Regions from separate parts of the Triticum aestivum genome. Here region 2 is linked to region 1. Evidence: chromatin contacts called from public Hi-C data. All regions are on one chromosome and are shown on one strand. Each heading gives the region's core, a stretch centred on a gene start, on an enhancer-like site or on the middle of the called end of the contact. The rest is flanking DNA. Distances are from core to core; before and after follow the strand shown. Region 1 holds the start of LOC123092982. Region 2 holds the start of LOC123092984 (DExH-box ATP-dependent RNA helicase DExH14).

The links. A called contact is a pair of places that touch in the nucleus more often than the background predicts.
Region 2: a Hi-C map of leaf shows a contact between it and region 1, with 2.6 times the contacts expected there. The contact joins the promoter of LOC123092984 here to the promoter of LOC123092982 in region 1.

The regions. Positions count from the first base shown.
Region 1 is chr4B:511,673,370-511,680,058 of IWGSC CS RefSeq v2.1, forward strand. It overlaps LOC123092982, which reads right to left and starts at 2,589. Exons shown (of 10, transcript XM_044514855.1): 1 at 2,386-2,589; 2 at 1,601-1,671; 3 at 1-403. The coding sequence starts at 2,484.
Region 2 is chr4B:511,849,015-511,855,135 of IWGSC CS RefSeq v2.1, forward strand. It overlaps LOC123092984 (DExH-box ATP-dependent RNA helicase DExH14), which reads left to right and starts at 1,409. Exons shown (of 49, transcript XM_044514857.1): 1 at 1,409-1,798; 2 at 1,890-1,942; 3 at 2,064-2,223; 4 at 2,411-2,852; 5 at 2,932-2,997; 6 at 4,177-4,281; 7 at 4,361-4,660; 8 at 5,070-5,186; 9 at 5,303-5,362; 10 at 5,477-5,548. The coding sequence starts at 1,692.

The DNA.
Region 1 (6,689 bases), core at 1,339-3,838:
GGGCTTGGGACTAAGAGGTCTCAAGGCCTTGTGAGCTGTCTCAACTCTCTTAGGAGAAAGACACGAGGCAACAGGATGGGGTGGTGTCATGGGCTTGTGAGTAAGAGGTGTCGCGGCCTTGTGGGTAAGAGGCGCCGAAGCCTTGTGATTAAGCGGTGGCATGGCCTTGGGAGTAAACGGTGTCGTAGACTTGTGAGTAAGTGGTGTTGATCTCGCAAGAGAAATTTTACGCGAACTCGGAGGAGGAGTGACACTTCGTCTGCAGTGTCTTTTCTGCAGTTTTGCTGAGCCAACTGTTCTACCAAAAGGCTTTCCATGCCGTACATAAGTGATGTCTTCTGCCGGAATCAACTTCACTCTTGCATCAGGTTTTGTATATGTACCACCAGACGGCTTATGCATGCTGTAAAATAGAGAGGAAGTTACTATACATTTTAAAATAAATAGATTCAGAAATAACATACTGGAATCTGGATTTTGCAAGACATGAATGATATTTAAGTGCAATCCAGGCAACAGCAATGACTTACTGGTATGCCAAGAACCTAAACAATAAAAGATGTAGCTTCCCAAAAAAAAAGTGATATATCATGCTTTAAATAATGTCACTTCACTAACAAGCTTTACAAAATGAGGAAGGCAGTATACCATGCCTCAATGCTCACTACACTTATGCATAACCAAATTATAGAGTGGAATTACACCGTGAGGCATAAAGCAACATACCGAGAAGCAATATAAATATATTTCTTCTTACATTTTCCCTTTTATTTTATTGCGAGGACGCATGTTTGGTTGGTGTACAAAACTAACCTAACCATTTTTTTGCTCATAGCCAAAAATTTGGTCCTTGTTTGGATGAGTTGCCCGAAATTGGTTGGTACGCCCATATGCAAACTTGCTAACTCTAGTTCATTTTTCTTGCCAACATTAGCTAGATCATTGGCAAGCAAAACATTCACTAAAATTTTGCCTAGCATTTTTTAGGATGGTGAATTTGGGCTCAGAATCATTCTAATGGTGTAGGACTGAATACGCACTTCTGGATAACAGAGTATTTGTCAGCTTACTACATATAAGATCATCAAATATCATGTTACTGGATCATGCACATTCATATAGAACTCAACCTGAGTTCCCCTGTGCAGTTTCTTTAAATGGTCTAGGGAAACCAGATAGCCATGTTTAATCATGCAAACTCAGTCTCACGTGATACATACATTAGATAAAAGAACTGATTAGATTCAACTGGGTATTAATAAGGTGTGAGCCTTAAAATATAAAAGGTTATTACGAGATTTATCCAAGGTGGGGCCCTTAAATTCCTCCAAATGTGATCCATTGATCAGTCATCAGCCCAACATAAAATGGTCAATGTGCGTAGTTCACATTACACCTAGCCAGTGGTTTGCAACTTTGCACTGATATGCTCACTCTAGATAACACTTGTCACAAACTCCTGCTATTTAGCCTCGAAAATAAAAACAAGGCGTTTAATCGAACAGTGAAATCAAAGCAGGATGACAAATGTAGAAACAATGACATGATTCCATCATATATAATGCTGTATGTAGGCAGACATAAGCATGAAGGAACGTACGCATGCTCTGGAGGCTTTTTGCACTGCCCAGAAAGACCTCTATCGCCATTAGAGGTAGGACAAGGTGCATCCTGCAACAGTAAAACGAAACAAATAGATGTTAAACGATTTCCTCGGCCGCTGTACAAAATTAATTAGCCAGGAAAGGCGTGACAAGCATGATTATCCTAATCCAAGTGCGGAAGTTGGTAAGCTAGGCATAGGCAGTTGGATCTTGGATCTAACTGATACCACCCCAGCCCAGACGGACAAGATGAACAATCATGCGCGAGGGGTAAGAGGACTTAGGAAGAGAATCAAAATCAACCTCAACTTGAGCGATGTTGCCCCCTGGGGAACAAGCGTTGTCGCAATGGTAACAAATTAAGTACTACTACTACTCTATACTCTGCCTAATAAAGAAGATAATATGGAAGTAGAGCGAGCGAATCTCGCGCCGGCTGCACCAGGCGGTAGCTAACGCAGAACTGAGCGCCGCGATCTATAACAGGTGACTCGTTCAGAACAGGGCAGTCGACGAGCACAAGGAAGCAGAGGGCAAAATCAACCTCGGAATGAAGAAAAGAAAAAGAAAAAGGTATTCGATCGTCGACAAAAACCCCCGTCCCGGCGGCCGGCCCTCCCTCCCTCCATTCCACGCCGCCGCCGCCGCCGCGAGTCCGTACGCGGGAAACCCTAGGCGGCCCCCGTCCGCGATTGCGGGGGGATTTGGGGGTGGGGAAAAGAGGCGGCATGCGCCAATCAATCAAAGAAATGGAAAAAGGGGGCGATCGTCAGTTCGTCACCTTGGTCCTCGTCGCGGCGTCGGCGCGGCGCGCGGGCAGCGGCGGCGGGACCGAGCGGAACGCGGCGCAGGGGTTCGGCCTCGCCGCCTGCCCCGCCATTGGATTCCTCTCCTCCGTCCTCGCTCCTCACGCTCCCCACACACGCACGCAGGCAGAGAGAGGCAGGGGCAGGCGAGAGTGAATGGACGGGGGTTTTTGGGTTGTTGAGTGGAGGGAGGGGGAGGCGGTTGCGAGCAAATAGGCAAGCCTCTTCCCCTTCCGTGACCCCCTCGCGGTGCCCGTTTCGGGCAAGCTCCCCTACCCAACCCGGGCGGCCTCCCCGGCGAGACACTGACGGGACGGCCCCGCGCGTGTGGGCCCGCGGTGTCATGCAGCGAGGATGCTGTGCTCCGCGGTGCGTGTGGCGAGGGCCGCGCTCGCGGTTCGAGGGCCGGGGACCTGGGTGGACTGGCTGGCAGCTGCCACTTTTGACGGGGCGCATCCGGTGCTACGCGTGGGCGATCGGACGGCTGGCGGGTGAGCCTGCGTGCGACAAGCCCTTGCTGCGCCCAGGTACGCATTGCGCCGGCCGAGTCGCGTATGGTCGCTGACGCGTGGGGTCGTGTTTCGACGGGGCCGGGGTGTCATGGGTAGCGAGGTGTGATTTCATTGGTGTTGAGTGCGGAGGCGTCGGCTTTTGCCCGGTGGATTTTGCCGGTGACCGAAGCCTGTAGACGGTACGCTGCGCTTTGGGTTTGGGCCAATCGGATGCCGGAACGGGAGGATCGTTCCTTCCTTCGTTGATTCCCACAGTCGTGTGTGTGGACGCACCGCTGCATGCATTGCGTGGATAAAGACAAGGTTGGTTGGATGCACACAGTACACACTGGTTGAGTAGCTCATTGACTGACCACACTAATGGAGACGTAGTTACCCTGCTTTTAGTGCCGAGCACCTAACTACCTCTTTCCTCAGCGTGTACGTAGGCGAAAAAAATGTGGATTGATTTTATTTAAATCTTTCTAACAATACTCTCGTACTCCTAGTTTATCTTTTCTTCCTTTTTGGACGCGGATACGGCGTGACGGAGCCCCCCTGTCCCCGTAGCCCTATGAAATGGACATGTTTGATTGTGCTTCCACGTGAGTACACGGTAATATGCAAGTTGTCACACGTTGAGATTCACTCTCTAACAAGCGCAAGCTGGAGCCATAACGTGCAAGATGTCACGCGTCGGGATTCACTATCCAACGAGCACAAGCTGGAGCCATAACGTGCAAGATGTCACGCATCGGGATTCACTCGCCAACGAGTGCAGGCTGGAGCCATGATGTGCAAGTTGTCACGCGTCACACGTCTGGAATCACTCTCCAGCGAGCGCAAGCTGGAGCCATAACGTTGCAAACTGTCACGCATCGGGATTCACTCCCCACCGAGCACAAGCTGGAGCCATAACGTTGGTGGAGCTTCGGGGGGCCCACGAGGCAGGGGGGCGCGCCCTAGGGGGTGGGCGCGCCCCCCACCCTGTGGACAGCTCTCGTATCTTCTGACGTGGAGTCCAAGTCCATCAGGTGGGTTTCCTTCCAAAAATAACTTCTCCAGTTGATTTCGTTCCGTTTTGACTCCGTCTGATATTCTTTTTCCTCGAAACACTGAAATAGGCATAAAACAGCAAATCTAGGCTAGGCCTCAGGTTAATAGGTTAGTCCCAAAAATAATATAAAAGTGGATAATAAAGCCCAATATTGCCTAAAACAGTAGATAATATAGCATGGAGCAATCAAAAATTATAGATACGTTGGAGACGTATCAAGCATCCCCAAGCTTAATTCTTGCTCGTTCTCGAGTAGGTAAATGATAAAAAGAGAATTATTGATGCGGAGTGATACTTTGGCATAATTTCAATGTAAATCTTCTTAATCGTGGTATGAATATTCAGATCTGAAAGATTCAAGACAAAAGTTCATATTGACATAAAAAAAATAATACTTCAAGCATACTAACTAAGCAATTATGTCTTCTCAAAATAGCATGGCAAAAGAAAGTTCATCCCTACAAAATCATATAGTTAGGATATGCTTCATTTTCGTCACACAAAGATGTTCCCAACTTCTATACCCCCGATGACAAGCCAAACAATTGTTTCATACTTAAATAATCTCAAACTTTTTCAACCTTCACGCAATACATGAGCGTGAGCCATGGATATAGCACTATGGGTGGAATAGAATATGATGATGGGGATTGAGTGGAGAAGACAAAAAGGAGAAAGTCTCACATTGACGAGGATAATCAACAGGCTATGGAGATGCCCATCAATTGATGTCAACATGACGAGTAGGGATTGCCATGCAACGGATGCACTAGAGCTATGAATGCTCAATAAAAGAAAACTAGTGGGTGTGCATCCAACTCGCTTGCTCATGAAGACCTAGGGCATTTGAGGAAGCCCATCGTAGGAATATACAAGCCAAGTTCTATAATGAAAAATTCCCACTAGTATGAAAAAGACAACTTATGAGACTCACTATATGAAAAATATGGTGCTACTTTGAAGCACAATATATGAGACTCACTACATGAAGAACGAGGTGCTACTTTGAAGCACAAGTGTGGAAAAGGAGATAGTAGCATTGCCCTTTTTATTTATTTTATTTTTTTGGGCATTTTTTTTCTTTTGGCCTTTCTCTTTTCTTTTCTTTTTTCTTTTTTTGGTTTGGGCAATGCTCTAATAATGATGATCATCACACTTCTATTGATTACAGCATAAGGATTACAACTCGAAACTTAGAACAAGATATGACTCTATATGAATGCCTCCGGCGGTGTACCGGGATGGTGCAATGAATCAAGAGTGACATGTATGAAAAATAATGCATGGTGGCTTTGCCACAAATACGATGTCAACTACATGATCATGCAATGGCAATAAGACAAAAGTAATGTATGTCATGATGATGATGATGGAAGTTGCACGGCAATATATCTCGGAATGGCTATGGAAATGCCATGATAGGTAGGTATGGTGGCTGTTTTGAGGAAGATATAAGGAGGTTTATGTGTGATAGAGCGTATCATATCACGGGGTTTGGATGCACCGCGCGAAGTTTGCACCGACTCTCAAGGTGAGAAAGGGCAATGCACGGTACCGAAGAGGCTAGCAAACGTGGAAAGGTAAAAGTGCGTATAATCCATGGACTCAACATTAGTCAAAAAAACTCATATACTTAATGCAAAAATTTAGAAGTCATCAAAAACCAAGTACTACGTGCATGCTCCTAGGGGGGTAGATTGGTAGGAAAAGACCATCGCTCGTCCCCGACCGCCACTCATAAGGATGCACAAGCCAGATACACTTCATGTTTCAAATTTGTTACACAACTTTAACCATACGTGCATGCTATGAGACTTGCTAACTTCAACACAAGCATTCTTTAAATTCATAATCACCCAACTAGCATGACTTTAATATCACTACCTCCATATCTCAAAACAATTATCAAGCATCAAACTTTTCTTAGTATTCAACACACTCATAAGAATTCTTACATATCTTTTATGCTTAGCATATTAGGATTATTTAAGCAAATTACCATGCTATTTAAGACTCTCAAAATAATATAAGTGAAGCATGAGAGTTCATATATTTCTTCAAAATAAAACAACCACCATGCTCTAAAAGATATAAGTGAAGTACTAGAGCAATAACAAAAACTACTCCGAAAGATATAAGTGAAGATCAATGAGTAGTCGAATAATTATGCAACTATGTGAAGACTCTCCTATTTAATAATTCCAGATCTTGATACTTAATTCAAACAGCAAGCAAAGCTAAAAAAACTACATTACAAGGATAGCACAACTCATGTGAAGAAACAAAAACTTAGGCTCAACCGATACTAACCGATAGTTGTTGAAGAAGAAAGGTGGGATGCCTACCGGGGCATCCCCAAGCTTAGATGCTTGAGACTTCTTGAAATATTATCTTGGGGTGCCTTGGGAATCCCCAAGCTTGAATTTTTGTGTCTCCTTAATTCATCTCATATCATGGTTTCTCTTTTTATCAAAAGCTTCATCCACAACAAACTCAACAAGAACTCGTGAGATAGGTTAGTATAAACCAATGCAAAACCCTATCATTTTCTACTATAACAAATCACTAAAATTATTATTCAACATTTAATACTAAATGCCTCTGCATATTTAATACTCCTATCCTCAAATAGAATCATTAAACAAGCAAACATATGCAAACAATGCAACCATAACAGCAATCTACCAAAACAGTACAGTCTGTAAAGAATGCAAGAGTATCAATACTTCCC
Region 2 (6,121 bases), core at 159-2,658, 170 kb after region 1:
ATATTTCTGATGATACTAAAAATTTACGACACATATGAAAAAACTAGACACGTGTTGATAAAATAAGAAAGCCAAAGAAAGAAGGAAAAAAAACTCGAAGACAAAAGAAAATAGTAAAAAAAATAAAATCAAAGAAAACTGGTGCAAACAGTAAAACCCAAAAAAACACAGGAAAAAAACTCACGCAGAGGTAGCTACAGTATTGGGCTGGTGCTATCTGCGCTAGAGGCGAGCCGGAGCTACATCTCATAATAAGCGAGATATAGCCGAAATCACTAATTAAGGAGTACTTCTTGCGGAGATCACTCCAACTTCCCCAGGTTGCGACAAGTGGTGGCTGCATGTGCGCCACTTGTCGCAACCTGGGAGTTTTTTCTTTTTTCGTAGATCCATTTATTCAAAATGTTTTATCTCTTAAACCGTGCGTCCAAATCTCAAACCGCTTTCGCCATTGGATTCCTCGTGTCAAGATCTTCAAAACTAGATCCCATGTTGATAGGTTTTGATGGACTTTTTTTCACGAAAAAACAGACGGAAAAATCGATGAAAAAACCGAACCAGGAACACGGTTTTTTTTCCTTTTCCGATAGAGGCACGCCCGTGCCTCTGACGAAATCACAATTGTGCCTCTCGCGGAAGCAAAACTGTGCCTCTCGCGAAAGAAAAAAAAACAAAAAACACGTTCTTTTTCCTTTCTGAAAGAGGCATGCCCGTGCCTCTCGCGAAAGCACAACCGTGCCTCTCGCGGAAGCAAAGTCGTGCCTCTCGCGAAAGAAAAAAAACAGAAAACACGTTTTTTTTCCTTTCCGAAAGAGGCATGCCCTCGCGAAAGCACAACCGTGCCTCTCGCGGAAGCAAAACCGTGCCTCTTGTGAAAAAAAAATGCGTTTTTTTCTCTTTCTAAAAGAGGCACGCCCTTGCCTCTCGCGAAAACAAAACCGTGACTCTCGCGAAAAAAATGAGTTTTTTGCGCAAAAAAAATATTTTTTGGTCAAAAAGTTAGGGAAGACCGGTAGAAAACCAAAACGTCAAAAAAACCCGGAAAAAAACCGTTTAAAAAGCCGAAATCACGTGCGAAAAAATAAAAAAAACAAAATTCGGAGGAAGCGCCCAGAGCGCGACACGTGGCGAACGGCTGAGAGCGCGCCAAATGGCGCTGATAGTTGCGAGGCTCCCGAAGAAGCGCTCGTTAATTAGTTGCTGCCAGATATATAGCTCCGCGGTATTTGCTGCCTGTCATCCATCCGGCACTGATTTTGGGCTTCCATCCCCGGCTTCAGCCCTGCTTTGTTCTGTTTGGTGGTCAGCTGGGCTTGTGTCTTCGGCTCAAAAACAAAAGAAAAAAAGCTGGGCTTATGTCTAGCCATTCTCAGAAAAAAAAAAGAAGAAGCTGGGCTTGTGTCTAGCCAATAGAGAGGGCGAGGGTAGGGAGGTAGGAGTAGAAGCGAGGGGAGGGCGAGCCGCACGGAAACGAAGCAGCACCAGTCCACCACCGTCCACCGGCGCAGGCGCTTCCGTGCGGCGCAAGTTCGGCGCGGGGCGTCTCCCTCCGTCACCACCAGGACGGGATCCAGAGTCCAACCCAAGTCAATCACTCCCAAACTCGCATCCATCGCCTCTCCACTGCTCCCGCCGCCTTCCTCCGCCCGAAACCCCTCGCCGCCGACTCGCCGAGGCGATCCGACTCCGAGATGCTGGCGCCGCTCCCTCGCCTGACGGGCTCCCTCCGCCCCCACTTCGACGCCGACCAGGCCTACCTCCTCCGCAAGGCCGCCCTCCAAGCCCGCGCCCTCCCAAGGTATCACCGCGCTTATCCCCTTCCCAACCCCAATTTCAGTCACCCGGCCCGAATCCGTGGTATCCCTTACGCTTTCGTGCTGTCTTCGCAGGCCGCATGACGAGTGGGCGCTCGCCCGGAGGTTCGTGCCCAACTGGGACGACGGTAACTACCCCAAAACCCTCCCCGCCTGCGCTCGGCTGCTAGAGCCGACGCGACGGATTTGCGTGGGTGTGTGCGTGTCTCTCTGCGTTTTACTTTCTGAAGTTGCCACCCATTGTTGCAGCTCCCAGCGATGTGCGCCAGGCGTACAAGCAGTTTATCGGCGCCGTGGTGGAGTTGTTGAACGGGGAGGTGGTGTCTGAGGAACTCCAGCAGGTTGCTCAGGCTGTCTATAGGTTGTTTGGCACGGAGTCCGACACCACCCAGAAGCCCCTCCAGAGAAGGTATATGCTATTGGCTTTTTAAGTGGAGAGCCCTCACATTAGCTGCTTTGCTCTGAATGCTGCCCACCATGTTTCCATATTTTAAACATGGTTAAATTTAGGAAGAACATATGACATAGCATGTTGCAAATGCCGTAGATCCTTTTTTGCCGGAATCCTCTACTCATGATTTTATCTATCTCCGTAGGAATGAATTGGAACGACTTGTGGGCTACAGCGTGCAAGACTCAGTTCTGAAAAAGTTAGCTCAGTTAGCTCAGAAGCTCCATTCCCTTCAACGGGGGAGCATTCAGGAATTTGTACAGGAAGACACGAAGGTCGTAGATGGAGATGATACAAGTGAATTTGGGGCAAGCTTTGACTTCAAAGCACCTTCTCGTTTCATTATTGATGTTACGCTTGATGATGACCTACCATTGGGAAGTGGTGTATCGAGTTCATTTCAAGAGGAGCAGCATGATGCCAGCACTACATCTTGTAATTCAACTGCTTTTGCGGGTCCTGTGGATTTGAGGTGGCTAAAAGATCAGTGTGATCTGATAACTAGAAGTGGTGGCTCGATGCTCTCGGGAGATGAACTTGCAATGGCTTTGTGCAGAGTGCTACGTTCCAATAAAGCAGGCGACGAGGTGCTGCTATAATTTGCTTCCGGTATTCCCTTTGTTTATTGACTCAATCATTTAATATTACAACATTCCAACATTGCAGATAGCTGGTGAACTGCTGGACATGGTTGGGGATGGTGCCTTTGAAATAGTTCAGGATCTTCTTTCAGTAAGAGACCAATACCCTGTCATTATCTGCGTGCAGTTTATTTTGCATGGTTCTTCATACATGATACCTGGATCAAATAATTAAAATAATAATTAGCTGGATTCCTGCAACTACTACGACTTCTACTGATATTCAACAGGACATTATACCTCGTAGTCTTGCATCCTTGCAACTTATTAATGTGATATAAGCAAAACATGCCCGAGGATTCAGTTACTAGCAAATCACTTTATAACATTCAGAACCCTGGCTGGGCTACATGTCCAAAGGCTAATATCCGGCTAAAATTCAGGCAGCAAACTGGCCAGTGGAGGAAACCAGAAGTTCAGTAGACATTAATTAAGTTACTATGATTGTTGGTTACTCTTTTTTATGACCCAGTGCATTATGTGGCCTTGTTCTGTTCATCTTGATAACTCTCATTCATAAGAGAAAGATTTCTACAGTCTATCCCTTGTTTATCTCTTTAATCAGTTTGACACGTAATTTGTGCTTTCACTGTGGCAAGAATCGAGCAGCTATAGTTAACCCAGAAGAGTTCTTAAATTTGAGTCTCCCAACTGAACTATGAGATAGGTCAATCAGTTTTACAACGTAATGACTGCTGTTACTGCCAGTCCTTGCATTAACTTGTTAAAATCTGAACCTTAAACAGATCTTTGCAAGACCCCGAAGGCTATGTTGCCCTGATACGCTATGCAGTTATGATGATAAACTGTTGTAGCAGTATATATATGTACATGAGCATATGAGGCTATGAGAGACCATCTGCCATATGGTGCTTGAGGTGAAAAGTGAGAATGAGAGCCCCAGTGAGTAGCTATGCACATGTAGACTTGTCCTGCTCAAAATTTGGACCTTAAGGTATTGGATGTCAGTTATACATTCATCTCAGATTTTGTGTAACCAGCACCTGATGTTAGATTTACCATTTGAAAATGTGACACTGGTAGTGATTGTGGACTGACAGATGTTGCTACAAATATTCCTGTTGGCCTGCCTGCTTTCATTTGTCGAGTTAGAAGTTCAAGATTTCTGGCCATGATAGCAAAGCTCCTAGTTTATCGTTGCGTTGGTCAATAACAGGAGGCTTTCATTTGTTTGTGTTAACGAGCAACTTCACTTGTTTTGCCTGTCTAATGCAATGGAACTGATTGGTTATGTCATCATGGTCTGCAGCATAGAAAAGAGCTAGGGGATGCAATTCAGCATGGATTGACGATACTGAAATCAGAAAAGTTGTCTTCAAATAATCAGCCGAAGATGCCAACATATGGCACACAAGTAAGACTACTTCTATGAGTTTTCTGATGAAGTGGGTAATCCAGTGTTAAATGACTTCTCACATCCACTATGCCTGCAGGTAACAATACAAACAGAGTATGAGCGTCAGCTTGATAAGATTAAGAGGAAAGAGGGAAGGCGTGCCAAACGTGGTGCAGAAAATGGAATGAATGATTTTGGTGCTGACGATTTCTCATCCCTTCTTCTAGCAAGTGAAAGAAAGCAGCCATTTGATGACATGATTGGGACTGGAGAAGGGGAGAGTAGTTTCCAAGTAACTTCTCTTCCTCAAGGAACAACACGGAAACATATGAAGGGGTATGAAGAAGTGAAAATTCCACCAACTCCTACAGCACCATTGGGACCCAATGAGAAACTGGTATTCCTATAGCCTCTTTATGTCATGTACATACTTTTGTATTGCTTCGTGGATCCTTCCATATTTTTTTGAAAAGATTTAGTGAAAGAGGGTAACTCCTACATTACATTTAGTTTGAGGTGATTTTATGATCTCATGAAATGGTGAATGCCAAGTACCAACAAGAATCAATTTGCTCACATTTTCCTTGTGGTAGTTTACTGCATTAATCCAGTTGATTGAAATACTCATATTTGAATGCATGCATGCAATCTTCCTTCTTTTTTTATCTATATTTAATTCCGTAGCGAAATGGCTTAGCCTGCACCGAGTTAATTAGCCTTGAGCATCAGCAGATTTGAATAAATTGCTGACTGCGCACGTTACTGTTTTTTGTTGATTACAACACAACTTTCTTTGTTCTTTCCAGATTGAAATAAGAGAGTTGGATGATATCGCCCAAGCTGCTTTCCAGGGATACAAGTCACTCAACCGTGTTCAGAGCCGTATTTTTCAAGCCACATACAACACCAATGAGAACATTCTAGTGCGTAATTAAATCCACTATATGTGCAGTTGCACTTTCCATGCTCAAGAAGAGAGCTTGTGCCATTAAGTTTATGTGTACCACTGTTGTCATAGCTAACTTGCATAAATGTTCAGGTTTGTGCTCCGACGGGTGCTGGCAAAACAAATATTGCAATGATTGCAGTTCTTCATGAGGTATATACCTTGGTAAAACCTGCATAGTTGTTATGAAGTCTTGACTTTCTGAACCTTATCAGCGATTTTTTCCCGAATCTTGTTGACGGGTTCTGCTTATTGATTAATCTACAGGTTAAACAGCACTTCAGGGAAGGCATTTTGCATAAAAACGAGTTCAAGATAGTGTATGTTGCACCAATGAAGGTATTCTTCTTCCTACATACTCTGTTCTTGTTGGATGCTCTTATCATAGTCACTGGATTCGTTAGACAAGGCATGGAACCCTGATCTAGATCAGGGTCCGAACCGCTCCAGATAGAAGATGGTTCGCCATCCAATTCTTTGAAAAGATGGAACCACACTGTGTCTGCTCAACCCATGCTGCCTCCGCCACTAGCCGACCATGCTATTACGGTGGCTGCTCAACCCTTCCAATGTGCTTGCTGTACCATGCACCTTTGACTACAGCTGCCCTCGCGCCGCCATGGACAAGATGGTTGAGGAATGAATCGGGAGAAGTAGAGTTGTGGCTGCAACTGCAGTTCTGGAGGAAATTAATCAGTAGAAGTACAGCAGAGTAGTGGCTGCAAATTCAAGTTTGGAGGAGGGCTGTGACTTCTGGAGTGCAGGGTGAGAGGCATAACAGAGCAGTGGCAGCGGGTGGCTTTGGGTTAACAGCCACTGAGAATGTACAGAAGACAATTTTTTTGTTGGGCTGGGCTGGCAACTGCCCAGGCCCCCCTCTGTGTTGCTATGTGTACAAAATCCATTGATCCC